2 separate regions of the Drosophila melanogaster genome follow, and region 1 is linked to region 2. Evidence: chromatin contacts called from public Hi-C data. All regions are on one chromosome and are shown on one strand. The core of a region is the stretch at or near the end of the contact, and the rest is flanking DNA. Distances in the headings are between cores, read along the strand shown.

Region 1 (4,883 bases), core at 752-3,251, 330 kb before region 2:
ACGCGGAATAAATGCAAGCGAAGCGGTGCGAAAACAAACGCTCCTGAAACAGGAACTCAACAACGATAAGATCGCTGGATTTCAGGTTATTTTTACGGAATTGAGTAACTATCGGGTGCATCGCCCCAGATCAGGTGCAAGTTCCCTTATCAGTATGGGGTCTTGAACCAGGGGCGATCTTGCCGCTAGATTGGCCTGTGCGTCACCTACGTAGATCCTCTCATACTTATAGGTTCTTAAGCATCTAAGCCGTGTCTCAGCTATCAACCCATCCCGATCACGATCACCAGCCCCATCCCTATCCCATATGCCCGTCATGGGGTTTGCTATACTAGACGGTATGCTAATAAAACTGGTCCCAACCGCCTGTGTGTGCCGACTATTAAGTTGCAAAATGGAAATGAAAAACTAACTAAAACGACGGAGAGACCGCAGGCCAAATAGAATTTCAAATGCAAGCCCAAGTTCGTGAATATAAGTGCGAGTGCATTGTTTGCCTTTGGCTCAGCCGCTTACTTCTATCAAAGAGCCATATATAATACGGATAAATCCCAACTGCGGCAACTGCCACCAGGCAGCCATATAAGCCAGAATATAGTAAGCAGATTGCCTGGAATGGGCTCGCGCCTCCTCACCAGCCCACAAGCGGCTTAGTCAATGCATTTCACATGCAGAGAAATAATGCTTTTTAAATATAGTTCCGTTACTCAAAACTTCTAGTAAAACAACCTAATTTATGGTTGATATTTGAATGCATGGTCACACCATGTTATCTATTGCACGACACAGCGATATGGTCCCTCTAAAAATCTAGTCTATGCATCATTTTCTCTACGTGCAGAACATATTCCAATGCCATTTTTAGGAAAGCGGCAATAAAGATCTGATTAGCGGTGTGTTAGGGATTTGCACAGCTTGTAGCTGGCATCTGCTTGCTCTTGCGGTCGTTGCATTCGACACAAACAAATTAATTAACAATGCAGGCCCAAAGGTCTGACGCCCCGCATGCCCCAGCCCCTTCTTTATGGAGCCCCCAACCCGGCAGTGTGACTTGTAATTATGGCACTCGAGTGCTACTCAACGTTGGCAAAGCTTTTTGCGGAAAAAACAACAGAAATTATGGCGCACGATAATACGGCACACACAGAACTGAACAGAACCGAAAACACAGCCCATCGGGGGTCTATGTCTATCTGTATCTTTATCGGAATCGAGGAGTGCATTTTATGAGATATTTGCAAAGTGCTTCTATATATTACAGCTAATCGAATGTGTTGTTTTTCGTGAAGGTGCAAGGCCGGGAATGGCATTTAGCGGCTATCTGGCTAACTGCGCCTACACGCAAGGCTAAAGAGGACGGAGCAGCTGCGACTGTTTCTTGGCCAAGGACTGCGTACAACTGTCGAAAGGAATCTATTGAAAGGCATTTTGCTTAAAAGATATATAAACTCATTTGTCGGAGATTAATTTATGTTATTTAAAGTCTTTTAATCGCCTTTTTGATCAGTCATTCAAAGAACACAGCATTTCTTTATGTGCAACCGATGAGAGGTCGGTCGTGAGAAACTTGTGAAAGGCATCTCTGCACTTGAGCCACATTCGGTGCACTTGAGGCGTGTGTGCTGTATTCGAAGGTTTTCGAGGGAACAGGTTGCCGCATTAGCACTCACAAAAAATTCATACCGTCGGTGTATGCTCAACGCGTGACTGCGAGGAATCTTCGGGACAATTGGAGAGAACCCAGAACACAGAACCCAGAGGCCGGGAGCAAAACGTCTTCAATTTAAATAAATTTATGTCATCATCTGCAATTGAAGACGGCGACTCGTGACGTGACGTAGTTCCAAATCAAAATCGGAATATGTAAACAACGGACACGGGCACTTAAGAACTAACCCGCAGAGATCAGAAGAGAGCCACCACCAAATGGGGACAGGCAGGGCGTGATGTGATGCTGGAAAGCTTGAGCTTCGGCTATTTATTGTAGCTTTATGTAAGAGCCCGAAAATACTGACAGCTTACACAGCAGCCGCCACAGACCTGAAATCAGGCTCGGACACATCATATCAGCTGTGAACTTGAACCCGGGTGATTAGCAGCAGAGAATCCAATCCAACCATTCGACCGTCTGTTATTTTTATTCCCCATTTGTGCTTCTGGTCGTGATGGGCGCGCTTATCACGCGTGCTAATCACGATAGAAGTGCGTTGTCCATATTCCCCTTCGATCCCAAGCCCCAATTTCCAACCGCCTCCTCCTCCTACTCGCATAGCATAACTGGCCTGTATCGGCCAATTGATATTTATGGCCAAGGTGGTGCTCCCAGCCGTGTGCTATCGTTACAAATATTTGCTTTTGTAGATTGGGAGTGGATAAGAGCATAAGGTAATTACACTGGCCAGGCACTTTGTTTTTGTTTGGCAACGAGTTACTTTTGTTTGGGCAGCGAGAAGAATTCCCTCCCGATTATCTGTGCCTTGAAAACGCAAGTATCTGACGACCGGCAATCGAGGCGATCGAGTGTTACAACTGATTAGACTGACGAACGGAATATTTGAGGTGTTTGGAAAAATACCAAACAACCAAACAAACGCGGTGACAAAAATTACATAAAAACACCGGCTACTCATCATCATGATCCCCTTAAGGCAATCTGATTCGAGGCATTTCCCCTGTTTATTTACGTTCCACGAAACAAAAATAAATATAGCCGACGCGTTAGAAGAAAGTAAAGCAAAGTAGACTACATCCGAGTCTGCAGGCCCAGCAAAATGTCAACACAAACGAAAGCGAGCGCGATTAGAGGCTGCAGGTCCACTTGAAAGTGTCGAATATACACCCAACATTTCGGGGGGCCAATGGATCTGGAAAGGGGAACTCGGGCTACCCAGGCAACACAACATGCGACACAGCAGCGCTTGATCCATCGACGGACCTTGGCACACGCGCCAAAAATTCAGCTCTCCACTGCCCCTGGTTTTCACTCTTTTTTAGAGGACCCCCGCCTTCCCCCCGATGACAGGCACATCGCTTAGCATATTAATTGGCTCAAGTTAATATTCATATTTCTGTTTTTTGTCACCAGGCGGCAGAAGCTGCCAGCGAAAAAAAAAAAAAAAAAAGAAAATAAAAGAGTGGAAAAATTCACTCGATGGGCACAAAAAAACATTCGAAATACACAAATATTCGAATAGAGAAATGAAAAGAGTGGGCAAAACAATCGGTGACGTTTTTTCTGAATAATTTAATCATATGATTTCTAGTGGGAAATATTATAGAAATGTGTTTACGATCGAGAACGGTTTGTAGCCTGCTATTTTAAGAACAAATTAAACCATTAACTAAATACGCCCATAACGAAAGTAAAGTACTAACGGCAAGGGTAGAATTTTAATAAGGCCTATTATACATTGAAATCAAAAATATGCTTTGATGTAACACGCGACGTATACACAATAACCCACCATTCAGAACATTCGAATTGATTACCTAAGTTAACCCACTTTACAGTGCCATATATTGACCCATTCCATGGCGGCGATCTTCACTCTTAAAAACAAAACCAACACCAGCAAACTCTAATCTTGCAATAAACGATCCCCCACGGTTCCACATACACACAACACTGCGTATGCGTAATGCCGGCAAATTGTGACATAAGAGCCGGGCAATTGCATCGTCAACCGGCTTGCGGTTAAGTACGGATGGGAATGGGAATCGGAATCCACCCCTCCTAGTATATAGCCCTCCATATATACACCGCACCATTATATACCTTGCTGTGTGCACTTATCAGGCGAGCGAAAAACTACTCAAAAGCGGTTTGCGAATCTTTCCTGTTTTGTAGTATTTTCAACACTTATCAGCTGATTCAACCACACCTTCCCTAACAACCGAATTTAGTTATGTAGCGCAAGGTGTGTTACAGAAATCTCTATCGTTTAACTACTGACTTACTAATATAAGATATAGTGTAGCTTGATAAGAGCATACTCATAAATGATTACGTTGCCATAACTATTTATACAGTATCTAACTTAGCAGCTCTTTAATTAGGAAATGAAAACCGTAGAGTGCTCAAATGCATAGTACGTGAATTCTTGAGAGTTTGTGAAAGGTAAAAGATAGAGATCTCCGTAACATTTCCTTGTGTTTCTAGAAAGAAAGAAGAAGGAGGGTGGTACTTACTTGTCAGACCTCGTCCATCGTCGGCAAATAGCGAACAGAATCCTTTACTCATATCTTGAGCTGGTTGCTGGGGATTCTGCAGTTGGGTTTGCTGTGCGATCTGCAGCTGCTGATTGCTCGAGGAGATTATGGCTGCCGTAGCGGTGGTGGTTGGCGGCAGATTGGGCTCCACGCCGAGCGGAGTCTTCTTGCAGAGCACCGCTGTGGGCGGTGGTGTTAGGGGTGGAGCTGGACTCGGGCGGAGGACCGAAGCGGTCACCGACTTGGGACGCTTCTCCTCGGGACGCAGTCCGCTGCTACTGCCGCTGAGCAGCTGGGCAGTGATGGTGCGCGGTCCTGGCGAGTGGTTCTCCCGCTTGATGAGCAACTCCGCCTGGAGGATCTGCTTGTACGGATTGCTCTCGGGCAGCTGCTTTATCTGGTCAGCCGTTGAGGTTGCAGTTACTGGTGGGATTGTTGCAATTGTTTTGGTTTCCTCGATGGTTTTCTCTGCTTTCTCGCTCTCAAGTTGCAATGGCTTAGCTTGCAGCTCTGAGGTGTGAATAGGTGTGTTTACTGTTTCCTTGGTTTCCTGAGCGATTATTTCGGGATCGGCTGCTTTTTCGGGCTCCTTCTCGGTTTCAGCTGCTTGGTGGTGTTGTTCCTTTTGCTCACTTGCCGCCGTTTGTTGAGCAAGTGAGTATATCTCATGTTTA
Region 2 (4,814 bases), core at 2,295-4,794:
TGGCATGGCTATGGTGCTGCTGCTGGAAATCCCAATGCAGCATTGCGAAATTCCCCCCGAACATAAGGGATTCGATAAGAAACAAGGAGGTCGACGAGGAGATACCTCGGAAAACGCGGATAGGAAATTTAACAGGCACACAAGGATAATGATAGCCAAATGATAGCCATTACATTATATGCAAATATTTACTAGTCATTTTGTCTCAATCGATTTCTCATCTAACTTTCTAGTTAGTAAATAGGACGTATATACAATCATTCGAACATTCCAGAAGCCTATGAACTCGGATAAGATGGAATCACATCGAAAAACACCAGATTAGGCAGGTAAATTTTAACGACTTAATGGATGCATTTGTCAATTTCGTTCGTGAATCCAGCATACCCCCATATTTCAGTTGCACTTCAAGGAGTTGACACAATCTGGGGAGTGTTGTACGCTGTTGGTCGGGCGTCAGTTCGCGATAATTTCCTCCGGACTTATCTTCTCCTCGCACTTTTTCGTTTCGCACTTTTCAACGCCATGGCGTATCGAACCCGCTGGCGATGGTGCAGTCCCTTCGACGACGACGATCCCTCCTGACCGACCCCCTGGCATTCCAGCGCCCGATGCTGCGCCTCTTCTTGGAATTCCGCACTGGATGACGCGGCACAAAGTGCATTTGGTAAGCCGGGGGAACACACAGGATCGTGTAAATCTTTCACTGGCGAGTGCACTTTCTGCCACACTCCACTCCATTCCAGATGTGCTCGAATTGCGGCGGGCAATCCGGCCAATTCCAATTCCGAATCCACACCCATTTCCCAATCCCATTTGGCGGCATGTGCCATTTCCGCCGGCATTTCGCCTGGAATTAGTTGTTTTGCCGACGTATAACTCAATTAGTCGAATAGTGGGTATTATTCTTTGGCACTTAGCATTAAGTAGCCACATTCTAATTGCGAGAGTTTAGTAAACTCACAAAAATATAAAAGGGAATAAATACATTTGCATAAAACAGCAGATTAATTAATAAATTTCTATTATACTGCTCATTTACGATAGATTGTGGTTTGTATTCACTATATCTATTTAAATTTCAGATGAAAGCGTGACTCTTGTGAATTTTTGCGGTGTCTATGTATGTAGGAGATAAGCCCTATCAGTGCCCCATCTAACCCCCACCCCCCTCTCAGCGGTCCTGATAAACGTATTTATTTCTCCCACTTTTGCTACCCATGACGGCCCCATTTTGATTCCGAGAAAATCGAAAGCTAGTGCGAAAACACGCAACTTCTGACATTTTCCTTTGGCTGCTTACATATTTTTTTTTTTTACCAGCTCGTTAGTTCGAAATGCTCGATTGGGTGATGACATAATGCTCTCGGTCTTATTTTCTAATGGTATGGAAAAGCGATCGCTTTCCTCTGGCCCCCAAACTTGTGACGTCATGGCGCGGAGTAACCGTGTTGACCAAATTTGGCTCTCAAATGAATCGCGGCCCGAAAACCGGCTTCTCAACTCTAAAGTTGTTTTCTTTTCAAAGGCCTCAACTTATGCTAAGTTCAAGCCATTGACGTCATGAGACGATTTCATTAGCGTAGCGCCAAAATGCACAAGCTAAACGCTCTTTGAAGTGCAGATAGCCATGTATGTACAAAGTATCTTTCATACCGATGATTTTAACTAATTGAAATAGCAAATCTAGCGAAAGAACACAGATCCAGAGATAAGCTAAGCCGTCTTAGTAAAGATCTGATAAAAAATGGCCAGCTCATCCTATAAATAATCTTGTTATAAAGTTTCTATTCTTACAGCTGGAGTTAGCTAGCATTCGTAAGCTATATTATTTTAAATAAAATTGTTATTATTTCGAAGAAGGAAAGCTAACACATAAAGTTGATAAGTAAAACCAATTGATCATTTCCCAGTTTTCACTGGGCACTAAGAGTTATATTTACCTTTTTTCTTATCAATTCTGGCAAGGTGCACATTGCACATTTCCCCCGAAACCCACAAATTAATCAAAGAAATCGCTTTTGGGTAACAAGTGCATTCTGCTATCTACACAATCTATTTATATGGATTTTAATCTATGAACGTGCGTGAAGCAACGCGGTTGAATTTTCGAAATCCCCGGAAATTTTCCTGGAACAATCGAAAGCCATAATAATAAAAGCAAATAAGATATAAGAAATGAGAAAACGAGTGCGAGGACAGCAAAGGCGAAATGTCGTAAAAGATTCGCCATAAAAAACGTAGGAACCGAAGACGAAATTACAACAAGACAAGAACAACAATAATTAATTGTTTATTTTGTTGTGTTTTGTTGTGATGTGTGTGCATTTATTTATTTATTTGCTGGCTAAGTGAGCACGCTGATGTCGATGGCAACAAAGGCGGCGGCCGAAGCATTGGCAATTTTATATTTATTTATTTTTAGTTGATGCGCACATTAAATTGGCAATTTCTGCTGGATATCCGATCGTGATTATAAAGCGCTAAAAAAAACGAATCTGCGGTTCTGTTCTGTACAGTTGGTGTCGCAACGAAAGGGCTTTTTTTTTAAATCAATACTAAAACGAATCAAATATAAATGTAGGCAATTATTATTGGCAGAAAGTGGTTGTGATCACCTAATAACACAATCTCTAGGATTAATCCTATCCTATACCTATAGTGATCTCATGTGATCTCCAGCTTGTGTTTTGCAATTAATTAAACCCTATTCTCTTGACCCCGAGTGTGCAAACATAAAAATCCGTAAAAAGGTTATCTCCGAGGAGAGTTCGCTGCTCGTTAGCCGATTTGCTCGTGACTTTTAATGCGTTTGCTTTTAATGCATGGAATATTTATGTAGCACGCTGCATGTTTTATGCAGCGCAATGCGAAAAAGGCAATTTGAGTTGTTCAAGTGCACAGCACCATATTCAGTATACATATAATCGCAAAATACAACCCCAAGCCCACCATCCCGATCGCCATATCCCCATCCTATCACCATACCCAACATTGCATCTCAAACATTTCGACGCGTGAGTCGCTTGACATTCTAAGTGGAATACCAGCGAGATTCGAGGGGGGATTCGAGGTATTCGGGGGGGGAAGAACGGGGGTGAGCCGCAGCATCTGAGTGCCACTTGACCTTGGCATTGGATTTAATTCTATGGCAAAATCAACTGCAGCATAATTTCGAATGTCAGCCGAATGGGAAATCGGGGTGGAAAGATATATATGTACATATATATATTTCGCTTGTCAAGTCTGGTATTAGCCGGGGGATTTGCGTGCCGAACAGAAGACAAGTCTATTTTCGCATTCAAGATTTCCCTTTGAATTCTAAAGGCAGCCGAAAGTGGCAGTCATTATTGCTAATAAAATAAAAAATATATATGTCCACCTAAGGATATAGACAGTTAGCATAGACATTTAAAAACATATCTTTGAAAATCAATAAGCTTCGTCAAAGTTAAATTTAAAATCACACCAAAATGCGGCAAATACAAATTTCAGATAGATATGCTATCCAGTATTTCATAGCTTGCCGCAGTCCCAAGTGGAATCCAATTAGAAACGGAAGCGAAAGCCTTGACCTCCGAGCGGTTTCTTGGCTTATTGGCCACAGTGCAGCAATATGAAATTGGCGATGCACGTGTTGCGAACGAGAATCAAGCAGCAATAAAGACCGCACCTACGCCACAAAAAAAGAAACAGATGCAGGGTGCAAATATCTGACAGATACAAGATACACAGGGGATGGCGATGGATGGTGAGGGGAATGTCCGAAAACCAAACGAAATAGAAACAGAGAGATAGTGGAACAATAGAAAAACAAATGCAAAGAGGGCAACCTTGGCTGCGACTACGAATCAAGTGCAACGAGGGAATGCACAATAAGCCACTCACTCGCACTCGTCGCGCTCTCCCACTCACGTCTGCCTCTCTCGCATGCGATAAAAGTATCTGTGTGAGCTGCTCGCGCTCTCTGGCTCTCTCTCTCTCTCTCTCTCTCTGCCATTTAACTGCCTTGTGCGCGTGAGAGAGCGGCACAGTGACAGCGCGAAACAACAACAAAAGTGTAAATTGAAATTCCAAAGATGTCGACAAAGTAAATACGAAATAAAAACCAAAACGAGACAGCGGCAACAATAACAATGGAAAGCTACAACAAAATGCGCACCACACAATTCGGCGAATAATCATAATAAAAAAAAAGGCAGACGAGTATACAAGGCAACAACAAAAAACAAAAAGTTCAATATATTTTTTAAACAAGTTTCCAGACCCGTATGTGTGCCGTTTTCTATATGTTTTCGCCTCACAGACAAAGTCAGCCTTAGCATTCAGACGCTTTCTGTGAGATATGTTGAGATTCATATCCAAAACCGGGGGGAGTACGGAATTATTGCGTTCTATGCAGTACCAGTTTGTACCGCCCGACCGTACCTATCCTCTTCTATCCCACTTCCTCTTTATTAATCCGAGTGAATAGCAATAAAACCAGATGGCAACGAAGCGCGAATACCCTTTCAGTGTGCGAATTCATAAGTGAATAATCATCTTATTTTCTAGATTCAACTATCTGCAAGGGAATTTCAAGGCAACCATTCGCTATTGGTAGCACAATAATTTTGGGCTTATTGGTCAAGTTTCTTTAGATTCTTTTAGCATATGACCGAGCTACCAAGGTGCATGTGACCTATAAGAAAGTAACAGTTGTAAAGTCAACCCGTTCTCCGACTGATAATACTCCCGCGTATGTAGGGTACACAAATAGAGTATCGCACTTACGATAAGATTGCGCGTCGGTGTTGCTATTTTCGTTGTCGCCG

What was found. A called contact is a pair of places that touch in the nucleus more often than the background predicts.
Region 1: a Hi-C map of the Kc167 cell line shows a contact between it and region 2, with 2.1 times the contacts expected there. A contact is called at or near these places in 21 of 107 Hi-C or Micro-C datasets (the D17-c3 cell line, the Kc167 cell line, the OSC cell line and 11 more).

The regions. Positions count from the first base shown.
Region 1 is chr3R:30,104,115-30,108,997 of dm6, reverse strand. It overlaps lncRNA:CR46112 (long non-coding RNA:CR46112), which reads right to left and starts at 2,001. Exons shown (of 1, transcript NR_133483.1): 1 at 1,466-2,001. sima (similar) reads right to left here. Exons shown (of 12, transcript NM_079845.4): 8 at 4,189-4,883.
Region 2 is chr3R:29,773,781-29,778,594 of dm6, reverse strand. lncRNA:CR46110 (long non-coding RNA:CR46110) reads left to right here and starts at 3,544. Exons shown (of 1, transcript NR_133481.1): 1 at 3,544-4,271. All of the region lies in intron 1 of kay (kayak), which reads right to left.